Linked DNA regions of Mus musculus: regions 1, 3 and 4 are each linked to region 2. The links are chromatin contacts, called in public HiCAR-type, HiChIP or PLAC-seq and promoter capture Hi-C maps. All regions are on one chromosome and are shown on one strand. The core of a region is the stretch at or near the end of the contact, and the rest is flanking DNA. Distances in the headings are between cores, read along the strand shown. Region 1 holds the start of Zzz3 (zinc finger, ZZ domain containing 3). Region 2 holds the start of Acadm (acyl-Coenzyme A dehydrogenase, medium chain). Region 3 overlaps Pigk (phosphatidylinositol glycan anchor biosynthesis, class K). Region 4 holds the start of Fubp1 (far upstream element (FUSE) binding protein 1).

What was found. HiCAR-type assays count read pairs that join an accessible place to other places. HiChIP or PLAC-seq counts read pairs in DNA pulled down with a chosen protein or histone mark. Capture Hi-C pulls out chosen DNA fragments and counts their contacts.
Region 1: a contact with region 2 is called in a HiCAR-type map of astrocytes, with 4 times the contacts expected there. The contact joins the promoter of Zzz3 here to the promoter of Acadm in region 2. A contact is called at or near these places in 3 of 39 promoter capture datasets (cranial neural crest, erythroid cells and pre-B cells), 1 of 15 datasets of contacts at CTCF or cohesin (large pre-B cells), 3 of 484 Hi-C or Micro-C datasets (CD4 T cells, regulatory T cells and uterus), 8 of 115 datasets of contacts at active chromatin or transcription factors (the 230-238 cell line, astrocytes, embryonic forebrain and 5 more) and 2 of 9 other capture datasets (liver and pancreatic islet).
Region 3: an H3K27ac HiChIP or PLAC-seq map of large pre-B cells shows a contact between it and region 2, with 5 times the contacts expected there. The contact joins the enhancer-like site here to the promoter of Acadm in region 2. A contact is called at or near these places in 3 of 39 promoter capture datasets (cranial neural crest, hippocampal neurons and pre-B cells), 4 of 115 datasets of contacts at active chromatin or transcription factors (embryonic stem cells, forebrain and large pre-B cells) and 1 of 9 other capture datasets (adipose tissue).
Region 4: a promoter capture Hi-C map of adipose tissue shows a contact between it and region 2, with 4 times the contacts expected there. The contact joins the promoter of Fubp1 here to the promoter of Acadm in region 2. A contact is called at or near these places in 9 of 39 promoter capture datasets (the C10 cell line, the HPC-7 cell line, cranial neural crest and 5 more), 3 of 484 Hi-C or Micro-C datasets (B cells, CD4 T cells and CD8 T cells), 4 of 115 datasets of contacts at active chromatin or transcription factors (astrocytes, double positive thymocytes, large pre-B cells and 1 more) and 2 of 9 other capture datasets (adipose tissue and liver).

What each region holds. Positions count from the first base shown.
Region 1 is chr3:152,394,090-152,397,358 of GRCm38.p6, forward strand. Zzz3 (zinc finger, ZZ domain containing 3) reads left to right here and starts at 1,914. Exons shown (of 14, transcript NM_001080755.2): 1 at 1,914-2,049.
Region 2 is chr3:153,943,110-153,946,310 of GRCm38.p6, forward strand. It overlaps Acadm (acyl-Coenzyme A dehydrogenase, medium chain), which reads right to left and starts at 1,534. Exons shown (of 12, transcript NM_007382.5): 1 at 1,287-1,534. The coding sequence starts at 1,316.
Region 3 is chr3:152,762,021-152,765,300 of GRCm38.p6, forward strand. The region is part of intron 9 of Pigk (phosphatidylinositol glycan anchor biosynthesis, class K); the gene reads left to right. Among named protein-coding and RNA genes, the nearest start is that of Gm40181, 7.6 kb to the left of the region's middle. Within about 2 kb of position 1,386, at least 136 of the 459 cell types and tissues checked have an H3K27ac peak or open chromatin away from gene starts, as enhancers often do. A contact at or near this core is called in adipose tissue, where this site is marked.
Region 4 is chr3:152,208,742-152,211,889 of GRCm38.p6, forward strand. Fubp1 (far upstream element (FUSE) binding protein 1) reads left to right here and starts at 1,681. Exons shown (of 20, transcript NM_057172.4): 1 at 1,681-1,959. The coding sequence starts at 1,852. It overlaps Gm40180 (a long non-coding RNA gene), which reads left to right. Exons shown (of 3, transcript XR_867759.3): 3 at 1-147. It also overlaps a transcript of Dnajb4 not described here.

The DNA of each region.
Region 1 (3,269 bases), core at 664-3,163, 1.5 Mb before region 2:
TGGAGTGTTCTCTCTTAACTCTTTCTCTTCAAAACTTCATGTGACTCAGGCTGGCCTCAAACTTGCTTCGTAGCCTATAATTCCAGTACTGTGAGGCAGAGGCAGGAAATGAAGAGTTCTAGGATGTATACACACACACACACACACACACACACACACACACGGATGGAGGGAAGGGCAGGGAGAGTATTGTAGATCAGCCTTGACTATAGAAGCTTGCCTCAGCGAAAACAAGCTTCAAATCGCAATGCCTGTTTTGCCAACAAATGTTAGCAAGGCCATGGGTTGGGTTTCTCTCTTATGTTTACATATTAGTGCCGGGTGGTGGTGGTGCACGCCTTTACTCCCAGCACTCGGGAGGCAGAGGCAGGCAGATTTTTGATTTTGAGGCCAGCCTGGTCTACAAAGTGAGTTCCAGGCCAGCATGGGCTACACAGAGAAACCCTCTCTCGAAAAACCAACAAAACAAAACGTTTGCGTATTAGTGCGGTGGTACCATTCCCACGGAAGAGAAAGGGAAAGTAAACCTGTGGGGACCTTTATCGTTACAACCATCGTTCTCTTGGAAACGGATGACAGTCCAATAATGGCGCGCGCGTGCGTGCGTGCGTGCGTGCGTGCGTGCGTGTGTGTGTGTGTGTGTGTGTGTGTGTGTGGCTAGACAATGCTCCCAGCAGCAGATAAATTCTGACCATCCCAATAGTAGCTAGCCTATGCAGGTAGCATATTGCCTGGCTGGGAAATCGTGTTATTTTTATATCTCTGCCTATTGCAAGTCCAACACAGTTCAATAAAAACCATGGGAGGGTGTGCTGTGGTGAGGCCTTATAGACCCCACTACTAGGAAAATTAAGGCAATGGAGAGCAGTGTCTCTAAGACACAAGATGGCAGGTGTGATAGTCAGTATAACTATAATTGGTATTCTTTATTTTGGAGCAGATATTACTCTGAGTTGAATTGGAGACAACCAAATACAAGTCCACTTCTATGATCTAATAACTTACGAGCAATTGAAAAGAAACCACACTTACCCACTTCCTTGGAAAAACAAAACTGCTCCAGCTAAGGAAAACAAAGAAAGGCACTGAAGCCATACTGCACAGTTGCGAAGAGCCCCAGTTAATGGATTCTACCAGTGGACTTGGTATTTTTTGGAACACAATCTAATAGCCAAAGGGTTGCATGAGCGTCCCCACAGCTCAGAAGTGGTGGCCTATGGTGCTATCAACCCAGAGGAAATACTTATCCCTGTAACTGAAGGCGGGCATTACTTTGCTGCACTGCTAATACTGTATATTTGAAAGGGCGGTGTTATGGATTGAACTCAGAGCTTCACGTAGTTCCGGTAAGCACACGCTGAGCTACATAAATAACCAGTTTTCACTATGGGTTGAGCCATACTTGGTGCTGGACACAACTGTGGGCAAAAGCTAAGAGAAAAGACGCCCTGCCTTTAAAGAGACTTCATTCTTGGCGGGTAGTGCTGTTTAAAGGTACGGAAAATAAAAGCGGTGGAGAAGGTGTACTCTGGTGGGACTGCCGACGAGTCGCGGTGGAGCTGGGGAAGAGTCCTGCCCTAGGGAGGGAGGTGAGCAAAGGCTGGAGAGGTGGGCGCCTGCGTACTGAGCGGGCGGCGGCTGGCGCGGCAGTCCGGGGCGTCGTGCGGAAAGCGCCGCGGGGCCAGGCAAGGTCGGGACGCGGGCGGGGAGCCTCTCCGGGAAGGTAGAGCGGATCACAGCACGCAGCGGGCTGGGCCGGTGAATCCTCCCGCCCGCCGGCCGGCCGGGTCGGGATCGCTGCAGCGGCCGCGGCCACCAGTAGGTGGCGCGCCGAGCGCCCGGCTCCCAGCGTCTCAGAGCCGAGGAAGGAGGGGACCGGAAGGAGCCGCCGCTGCTGCGGGAAGTGGAGGAGCGGGAGGCGGGGACCCACCTGGAAGCGCCGCGGCGCCGCTGTGGCGCTTCCTGCGGCGGAGGGCGCTGGAGCCAGTGCGGCGGCCGACGGCGGCCACGCGGGCGGCGCCTCCCGGAGCGGCCCGCCCCACGCGAGAGGTAAGCGGGATCCCCGGGGCGCGTGGCGGGGCCGGCGCAGGGGCGGGAGCGGAGCGCGGAGGGAAAGGCGCGCGCGGGGCCGGAGCCCTTCAGAGCGAGCGAGCGCCGGGAGGGGGTGGCCGAGGCGGCGGCGGCGGCGGCGCCCCCACGTGGGCCGGGCGCGCGCGTTCGCGGCTGAGGGGGCGGGGAGGCCTGCGGAGGCGCCGGGCGCGCGCGCGGGGCTCACGTGACGGCCACGTGACCGGAGGCCAGGCCGGCTGAGGGCTAGCGCGGTCCTCCGTGGCGTCCGGAGGGCGGCAGAGGGCTGAGTTTGGCGTCCCGCCTTTCCTTCTCCCCTCAGACGACTCAGAGGAGGAATCCAGGGCGGGGAAGGCTTGCCTCTCCTCCCGTTTGCCCGCGGCCTCCCAGTGCGAGGACGAACCACACGTTCAAAGTCCCGAAGTAGTGATTAGCTTCCCCCACGCCGCCATGTTGGCTCCAGCGCACGCCCGCCCGCGAGATGCCAGCGGGTCGGTATCGCGAGATCTCCGGACTCTCGCGGGACCTGGTTGGCAGAGCGGTTGCGCTGGATGGCGGAGCCCCGGGTTCTCGGGGCCCTGGGACCAGTAACTCTTTTCCTGCAGGCAAGTTGTCGGGGAGGGGCCGGGGCGCGCGCCCGGGCGCCGGGAGCCTTCGTGCGCGCGCCTCGCCGTCGCCTGCGGCGGTGCAGAGCGGCTGTCGCGCGCCGCGCTCCTCCCGCCCCCGGGCGCCCGCCACCTGCGGAGACCTCCCCGCCGGCCGCTGCCCGGCGCTCGCTCGCCGGCCCGGAGGCCGCTGCCAGCCCGCCCCGCCCGCCGCCGCCCCCTCTGCCCAGTTACCCTCTCTGCAGACAGCTCCACTTTCCTGTCGCCTGTGGCTGCAGAATCTTCCCCCAGTCTCCCAACAGAACGCATAGCATCTCTCGTGTCCGGGCGTCATTTAGCCACCCACTTGTCTATTGGGAAGTTCTCCTCGTCACCCTGGCTGCTGACAGTAACTTTTGGCAGTGTTTGGGAGGCCCCCTCACCCCTGACAGTACCCGAGGTCAGAATACAATCCTTGTTCTGTACATGCTGATAAACTCACGTCGGTAGGGATTGGGGCTACCATTTTTGGTATTCTGGGGTGCCGGTTTTGTTTTGCAGAAAATAGTAGTGGGTTTGTTTTAACGAAAAATCCCGCTACTTCTTAAATTTGAGGTC
Region 2 (3,201 bases), core at 284-2,783:
GTGTGCACGTGTCTGTGTGTAGACAGCTTAGAAACAATAAAAAAAAGAACAGGGTTAAAAACTTAGCATTACAACATAGAGTTTAAGTTTTGCAAACACCCGTCTGGGAACAGTTCCAAACACACAATTTGTATTTACACCTGAAAATCAGGCTCACTAATCCTAGGAGATAACTGGAGATTATTAAAATAAGACAGCCAGGCTTGAAGGCAGAGGTGAAGCTGTGAGCGCCGCACCACCCTGGACTACAAAATGAGACCCAATATAAAGAACGACGACACTCTGAAACTCTAAAGTCAGAAGAGAATTGCGTTTATTATTCCTGGCTCTCTGCCAAAACCAAGGAATTCCAATATGGGAACACTACTAACTTTAGTCTTCAAGCCCGCAACTACAGCATAACTAAGTAACGAATTACTTAGAAATTTGACTCTTGGTTTTATCCCGGTGTGAAAAATAGGATAAAGGAATGCATTTTCTGTTTTGTTATGGTGTTAGACTTTCCCTCTCTTGTCCTTGGAGGCACCAAGAAACCTGTAGTTCTGTTGTCAGAATAAAAAATAACTTTAAAACCCTTCAATTTCTGCTTTCAGAACCTGTTGAGTTGTATAGTAATGGTGTTGTAAATTCTAAAACTACAGCTTTCGGTGCCAGAGGCAACTTCAGTCCAGTTTTAGGTGGTATAAATGGAGGTTTGTACGAACACATCGCTAATATAACAAACTAGTGGTTAAAACAGCTTAGGAGACAAAACTCTGCAGGGTACAACATTTAGAAAGCAAGCTTCATGAAAATTCTTCGGTAGGCTTGTCTCCCTTTTGTTTTTTGGAAGGGTGCCTGTACATCACAAAACCACAGGCGTCCTAACCCTGTTGGTGCGAGCGGAGCGGCCCACTTCCCTTTCCTTCGTGTTGTGCCTGTGTTCTGTGCACACCCAGGATCAACCTGTTTGGATCCTAACACTTGTTCACGCCCGTGGCTACAGAACCACACACTGATGCCTTCCTGGGGTGGGACTACAGTCAAAGTTTTTTGGAAGTGATCGCCTCTGCCACAGCAGGGTTCTGACACCGGGTTCCCTTCAAGAAGCGTGGGTGACTGGAGAGAAGTGGCTGAGCCCATTGACCCAGAATGAAGCAGGTCCGCAGGGCCACGCCTGCAGGGGTCAGAGCCCGGAGATCAGTGAGGGAGGGCGGCAGGCAGCGCGGGGGGACGCCCGCAGGCTCCCGCTTTCCCCCAGGCCGCGTAGGGCCGACCCTCCCGATACCACCCGGTCACCCGCTCACCCTGCAGCCTCTGCGGAACGCCGCTGCCATGATGGCTCCTCGATCTGCTGCCTCCGACCACCTCCGTGCAGCAAGCAAAACGGACGGGGGTCCCGCCCCCAGGAGGCGTGGCTTGGAGGGAGGAGAGGGGCGGGCCTTAGACTCTAGGGGTGCGGAGGCGTGCGGGTCAAAGTCTGCAGACCTCGGGGGCGTGGCCTAGGGAGTCCCTTTACACACAGATGAGGTCTGAGCTCTCAGACTGACTTCGGCTGAGAGACAGAGGGATGACGGGTCCAAGCAGAAGACCTTGGGCGTGGTCTTTGCAGGCTCAAGGGGTGTGGCCTGGGAGGCGGGGCTAGATGAGGGAGGGTCTCGGGTCCGGACCTGGGCCAGAAGAGGGAGTGGCCTGAAGGCCCTCTGCGCATGCGTCCTGCTCCCGACCTTGCCCGAGCCTAAACTTCTGTGCTTGGCCCGGAGAAGAAGACTGTGTGCCCAGTGTCACCGGAGCCCGAAGGTCACGTTCTTTCCAGAGGGCTGCCCGGGAGAGCTGGACCCGAATCTAGGCCAGAGGGCGCAGCCAGACGTTTCTAGCAGTCAGCTGTGACCTTTACTTGGAGAGTCAGATTCTTTATGGCTCCGGTATTCACTGGAACAACAAATTCTGGGCTAGATCGATAGGTAGTCTGTACTCCTTAAAATTTAAATAGGAAATTAGCTGCATGTGTAGCCAGGGCGACTAAGACATCTCAGTGCCAGGAGACTGAGAAGGAAGATCACTGCGAGTTTGAGGCCAGCGAGAGCCAAGTAGCAAAACCTAAACAAACCAAAGCACAATAGTGTTTATTTCATCTATTTTTCTGAACGTTTTCAAGGCTACTTATTATCCACTTATATAGATGTGGGAAGCATCCTTGGGAACCCAAGCTGAGCCTATCCAAAAGCTCCCCAGACAGTGAACATTGGGAGTGAAATTTTGCTCATGAGTTTGTAAACTTTGCTTAAATTCCCATTGTCTTCCAGTTAGACCTTGTGTCTGAGATGGTAGCTGTGGTGTTATAAAGATGAGAGATTATAAAACTTCTTAGTGTTGGGTACCTTAGTTGCCAAAGATTAAGCTGTCAATAGTCCTCTTGCTCTCTGCTTCAAGGAACTGGGAGACAGGAGCTTATTTTTGAGACTAATGAACAATGAAAAATTCTCATCTTCTCTCTGTCTTACCTGTAGCATTGTCAGGCACACCAAAGCCTAGAAAAGGTATGTGGATTCCATTGTGAGATAAATGCTCAGATCTATAAGATTAATCTTTCAACATCAACAATCTTTCCTGAAACATAGTTTCTAATGGTTGTAAGGGAACATTCCAGAAAAAGGTATCTTCCTTTGAATGGCCTGCTAGTCTGATGAGCTGTTTAAACCTCTGATTGTGGAATGTTCCAGGTCCACAAACAACATTATCTGTGCCATTTTTAGCCTCCTTGGCAGCCATTTATTGCCTTCCTTTATGTGTAAGCTAACAGCTTTGTGACCATTAGGTACATTCTTTAGAATATTCAGGCACACACCTACCTCCCACCAACCAGATGGCAAATGTTGTCAGATAGCATTGGAAGCCTATGGCTTTTTTTTTTTTTCTGTAACATTTCTACTAAAGTATTTGAAAAGTACTTTGATGTAAATATGACCTTCTTTGCTCTGTTTCCATTAAGCATCTTGATATTGCTACTTCATTGGAACAGAGACTTTGGGGTAGCCTGGAGAGATGCTTTGAGAGCGTGTCTCTCTGTCTCTGGTACAGTGTGTTTGCTTCACCTCACATTCACTCTCAAACAGGAATAACAAGGGTTAGCGATCTTACAATATTTGACTGACTGTATAGCATTAAGGAGTTGGACCCAAAGTTAAGAGAACAGATGCAAATGAAGGTAGCAGACTTTTA
Region 3 (3,280 bases), core at 136-2,635, 1.2 Mb before region 2:
CAAAATAGAGAAAATCACCTTGGAAGTGAAAACTAAATTACAAGACACCCAGGGGAGGAGTGTGTTACCACAAGTTCAGTGAAAGGAATAAAGACTAGAAATAAGAGCCAGGAAAATAACACTGAAATGTGAGGAAGAAAACAGGAAAAATCAGAGAGAGAGAGAGAGTCTGGGGGGGGGGTCCATTATATTTGCTTAATGCTTAAACTAGAAAATCAAATGGAATAGAAATAGAAATAGCGTTAAAAACTGTACTGGAAACCTTTTCAGAGCTCAAGCAGAATGTGTGCATTGAAAGGTCTTATGTCGTGGGTACCTGAGAGGGACTGTCTACCCTGCCAATCCTCCAAGTATGCTAGGGCGTCACCTCAGCAGAAGCAGGGAGGAAGAGGCCTCCCGAGCCTCCGAGTGAGAAACGAAGATGCAGGAGTACAAGGGTAACAGTGCGTTAGGATGGAAGTCACCTAACTGGAAAGAACATCGAGCCAGGTTCCTGGAAACAGTGTGCAACCTGTGGAAGAGAACCAGTATTTCCAGGAAAGTTATGAGCGGTTGATTTAACCACTGTGAGACTGGTGAGCTACATGAGACTCAGTGTGAATTACACACTGTCTTTGAAACATTGTTGACATTGTGAAGGCATGCTGAAATACATAATAACTGATGGTGTCTCAACTTTCAAATGGTTCAACAAGAAAAATTTAAAAATTAGAAAATTGCTCATTTTTTTTCACAAGTTTTTTCTTTTAAAAGCTTTTTCTGTTGAACTGGCTCTCATGTATTAGAGGCTGCCCATAAACTCCTGTGTCCCTGAGATTGGTCTTGAACCTTGGTCCACCTGATATTACCTCCCAAGTGTTGGGACTAAGTGTTTTAATTAGTATATATATTTAATTAGTATATAATTTAATTAATTATTATGTATTAGTTGTCCACAGCAATGGATTTCATTATGTCGGTTTATGCATGTGCATGGTGTATGTCGGTCATATTCACCCCAGTTCTGCCAATCCTCTTCCCAGCTGGCTCCCCTATGCTTTCTTGTCTTGCCTTTGTCTATCAGTTGTGGTGACCCTGTGAGTCTCCTCAGGGCTGTCTGCAGGAGCGTGGGCGGAAGCCTGTTTACAGAGCATGTACACCTTATAGCTACAGGGCTGTGGAAATTCTGTCTCCTCCCCCATCAACTTTTAACTGCCTGTGAGTCCTGGAGAGGGTGGGGCTCCACGGATCCCTTGCTCTTCCCTGGAAGGGTCCTGACAGACCCAGCCTTGCAGTCCAGTGCAGATGTCAAGGCTGCTGTGGGTCTGCGATTGCCAAAGTCCTGTCGTATCCGGAAGTCAGCTTTCCACAGCTATCTCACTTCCGCTGACTCTTCCGTTCTCTCTGCTCCATCTTCCACAGTGCCCCCGAGCTTTGAGGGGCTGTTCTATATGTCCTAGGTATAGCGGGCGAGGTATTCAAACTGTCGTTTAGTTTATTCTCTCGACTTTGAGTAGTTATGAGTCTGCAGTCACTGCTGCCCACTGGAGGAAGAAGCTTGTCTGAGCAGCTCTGCGGGCATGTGAGCTCTGGAGAAGGCCGTTTGATAGGCGCGACTTGCATCCTGCAGCCCCTCTTCCCAGCTACAGGCTTTTGACCAGCGGAGAGCGTCCGAAGCGAGGTCCTTCCTGTGGCAAGTCCAGCCCCGAGGTGGGCAGGCTTCCCGCCGTACCAGTGCTCTCAAGCTGCCTGGCCGTCAGTGTTGGTACCCGGAGGGCGAGCTGCATGGCGCCCCCTGGCAGCTTCAGCCTAGCCAGCAGGGGGGAGGTTCCAGCCCAGCTGCAGCTTGCTTTCTCTGTGTCTGGGGTCAATCCTGTGTGATCTTGAGCAGCACAGTCTGACCAACTAGTTATGGTAGGAAACTAAGGGCAGTGGCCTGGGTTGTTTTGGGGTTCTTGGGAGCACCCATGGTCACCTCCTGAGAAGTGCCTTGCCCTGGTCCTGGGATTCTTGTTTAATAGGCTGTAACCTCTGGAAACACCTTTATTCATCCCCACAGGGTGAATATCCCATTCAAAATATTTTTAAAAATTGTTTTTTGATTAGCTTACCAAAATGTCAGCTTTCCATGTATCATTTCTTTCGGTTGACATCCTAGACTGTACATTCTGTCTGCCATCTGCTCTCGCTGAGTGAGACCATCGTGTCCCTTCTATGTCACACGGGTTCTGCTGTCTCCCCACCCCCAACTTAAAGATCATATTTCTCCTGTGATATAGATGTGTATATATAAAAGAGCTGAACACACATGAGAGAGTTAAGGTAATAGAATATTTTTCAGTTTCTTCCATTTCTTGAAAATCTCATAGTTTCAAGTTATTGGATGACTTGAATTCCATTGTGTGTGTACCTCATTTTTGTTGTTACTTGAGTTAATAGTGTCTAGGCTGACTGTATTTCCTAGCTACTGTGACTAGAGCGGCCGTGACCACAGATGTGCAGGTCTCTTTGGTAGGATGCAGAGTTCTTCGGGTGGGTGCCCAGGAGTGGGATGGGTGGGTCATATGGCAACTGTAGCATTTGCTTTCTTAGAAATCACCACGTTGGTTTTCCTTGTAGCTGCAGAAGGTTATATGCCCACCAACACCATTCCAATATCCGTGTCTTGCTGTTAGCCATTCTTCCTGATGTAGATGGAATCTCATTGTGGTTTTAACTGGTGCCTCTGTGATGACTAAGGGCACCGAGTGCTTCATGATAGTTGCTGGTCACTTGGGCTTCTCTCTGTTCAGTGCTTAGCTGAGTTTTGCTTGAGTTGTCTTCTGTGTTCTTCCTGACATCTGCCGTCTTGAGCTTTTGTATATCATGGATATTAATTCGCTGTTAGATTATCTCCTGTCTCCTAGGCTCTTTCTTCACCCAACTCTTTCTTTTGCTGAACGGAAGGGTTTTGTTGTTTTTGTTTTTGAATTTCATGAGGTTTCATTTCTCTCCCACTGGCCTATTTATTCTGCAGCAGGAATCCATTCAGGAAGTCCTTGCCTGTCTGTAGCTGGAGTGTTTGCCTGCTTTTTTCCTCTGACAGTTTGAGAGTTTCCAGAAACTACCCAGGAGCCAGTAGGCCCCTCCCACCCCTTCCCCCATATCTCCTCCCAACCCAACTCATAGCAGTGACCCACCCACTCTCCACCTATCGTGGCTAGAATCTGTGGCATTCTTCTAGACTGAATTAACTATCTTTTATGTTGCTCCTGTGAGAGAGATGCTCACACCACCAAGAACTCTGGGTGTTCTTTAATCT
Region 4 (3,148 bases), core at 431-2,930, 1.7 Mb before region 2:
AGTGGCCAAAGATGCTGCGGAGATATTGTACCATGCAAAGCATACAGCCAAGAATTACCCAGTCCAAAGTCTCTCAGCAGCATTGAGGATAAGAAACCGTAGTCTAAGCTGATCCCAAAGTATTCCATACTACAATACTCACCTTCCCGGTATGCAGTGTTGTAAAAAATGAGAAATGAAGGTCCTTTCAATATTTAGAAAAAATCTAAACGATAATTGGTTATAGGGGGAATAAATAAAACTCTGAATTATTTCAACCAGACATCTAACTAGTATACAAATCTAATTAGTGAATAAAAACATCAATTACTGATGAGTAAATGCTATTTGCTGGGCAAACTTCCTTAAAACGCGACTGAAATACTCTCATTAGCTAGTTTTCCTACATATTGCTATGATTAAATCTGTAGCCCAATACCTTTACTGTTTTTCTAAATCCACGGACATTCCTAGACATCCATGAACAGGTTAAACAGGTCAAACTGAGCTATCAAATGGCTAAGACAGAGCTGGTTTTAAGAAAATCATGCTGTTTGTATCTGCCAGCACCTGACTTAGTAACTGATAGTGGGTACTGGACACATAGTTTCCGGCTATCGGAAAGCCAAGGGAACATATTTCTCTCATTCTAAGATTGGTGTTAAGAAAAATGCTTCTTAGACTGAGAGGGGGGAAACGTCATACATTAGACAGTCCATTTTGCCTTTTTCTTAGCTAAACTGAGAGCAGGGATCATTGTGGCATACTAAGTATAAACAGAATAAAGGCCCAAGAACCCTCATTCACCGTAGTAATTGCCAGCATTAGGCTAGCATGGCTAAGACACGCTCAGGAATGGTCTGGAGAAACGTGGTTATTGGCATATATGACAAATATTAGAAACTGCCTGCAAAGCCAACTAGTCCAGAAATGAAAATTCAGACCATGACATTGATCTGACTACCCGCAGGGGCGCGGGGGGGGGGGTGGGGAAAACGCAGTAAAGCCGGTTTGTGTCAGGAGCATGACACGTTCGTGACATAAGGGGCACATGGTAAGACTGGCCAAAGACACGCAACGCTAGGTGTCTACATACTGGATGTGCAACACTCACGTTTTTAAAGGACAAAGGGCGGTCATACTTTCACCATCCGCTCGCCCACACTATTTTACATAAGAGACTCAGTAGGCAATCGGCTCGAGAACTAAGGGCCCGGTGGTCTGAGTTCCTCCCCGCTTGTGACCGGCCCGGGTGGAGACATGGGCAGAGGCAGCTCGGCGCCCCGGAGCATGGTGGGCTCCCGCCGCCGGGCCGCAGACGGTTCCGCAGCGTCGCCGCGGACGCCCCGCACGCCCCGTGCGCGCGGCCCTCGGGCTGTGCGGCCGCGCGACACTGTTGCGTGACGTCCCCGCCCGACGACGTCAGGCCCCTTACTACGGAAACACGGAAGGACACTAGCTAGCTCCCTGATCCGCGACGGCCTTTCCAAGTCCCCTACAAGCGCGGGCGGCACACTTCCCGGGCGCCACTGCCTCAGCCGCCGAGGCGAGGGAACAATGGCCCGCACTCGCGCTGCGAGGAGGCGCCCAGAGAGACCCTACTCTCGTGGGAGCCCGGTCAAGTCTCGCGATATTCTTCGCCCGGCGTCCCTTCTCTGTACCCTCCACCCCCTCTTCACCCCCCGCCAATCGCGCGTCAGCGCTGAAACATCGCGGGATTTCCGTCTGCCAGTCTCCGCCCCTTTACGGCACGATGGTCGTGCAAGAATGTGATAGAGCCTCGACGGCCGCCATCTTCTTCCTTTCTTAGCAGTTAACCGAGAGCGGCGCCTCCCTCCGCGAGGAAACGGCAGCGTGTGCTGTAGCGTGGGTATGGCCGACTACTCCACAGTGCCTCCGCCGTCGTCTGGCTCGGCTGGCGGCGGCGGCGGCGGAGTCGTTAACGACGCTTTCAAAGATGCCCTGCAGAGAGCGCGGCAGGTAAGCGTGGACCGACCGCGCGGCGGCTTCCCCTCCCCGACCCCCGAGAGCCGCCGGCGGGGCAGGTCCGGCCCTGCTCGCACTCGCGGCTGCCGCCCGAGGAGATGGCGTCTTCTCACGAGGGGTCCCAGCGGCTCGAGGCCGAGCCCGTTGTCGTGGTCTGAAGCGCCCCCCCCTCCCACGCGCTCTCCCCGAGCGTGGCCTCCACTTCCGCCCCGCGCGCGCGGCCTCGCCGCCCCGTGCGCCCTGCCTGCCCCGGCTCCCTCGGCTCCGGTTCCGCCCGACCCAGGCGCGTGGAAGGTTCTGGGCGCTCAGGTCACGGCGAGGGCAAGCCAGGGAGGGCCGGCTGCCTGGCTAGCGGTCCCCGCCGCTTCCCGCGCCGCCGAGCTCTCCACCCTCGCCGTAATTAGCCTAACGTTCCCCGCGGCGTTCACCAGCGAGGCTCTCCCCGGGGCGGGATCTGCGTGCGATCCACCAATCCTTTCCCCAGCTCCAAATGGCCCCGGGCCCTTTCTTCCCCAGCCTTGAGTTTGAATCTGCCTCTCTCTTCCCAAGTCGAAGCCTCCAACCTCTTTGTGCTACGTAGGGACGTACTGTTGCCTCGAATGGCAACCATTTTCCCAGATGAAAAGGGTTGGATAGATAAGAGTCCTTGCATTTGACACCCCCCCCCCAATAACCTGAACGTCAATGTCTTCAAGTAGCCCCCGCCCCCGACTTCTTTGTAGCTTAAAAATGTATAATGTTGCCTTGCCGGGTGGGGTGGTGCTCGACTTTAGTCCCAGCACTCGAGAGACAGAGCCTGGCAGGTCTCTTGAGTTTGAGGCCAGTCAAAACGGCCAAGAGGGACCTGTCTCAAAAAAAAAAGTATGTTATGGAATTTGCCTGTAAGGTAAAATAAACCCTTATGGCTCTGTTGTAGTTGCTAGACATGAGCAGGTTTTTAAAGCCAGCTTTGACTATACTGGAAACTTCCTTCAGGACCGAAAGATTACCGACTCAATCAAGGTTTATCAAGTCTACCATAATACAGCAAGCACACTTATCTAGTGCATAGATACTGAAAAAATATATTTATTCATACAGAGGGATTCCATGAGCAATGTGGTTGGTGTACATAGAAGTCAGAGGACAACTTGTGGGAGTTGATTCTCCTTCCATGTAGGACCCTTTGGTCAGGTGTAAGTTG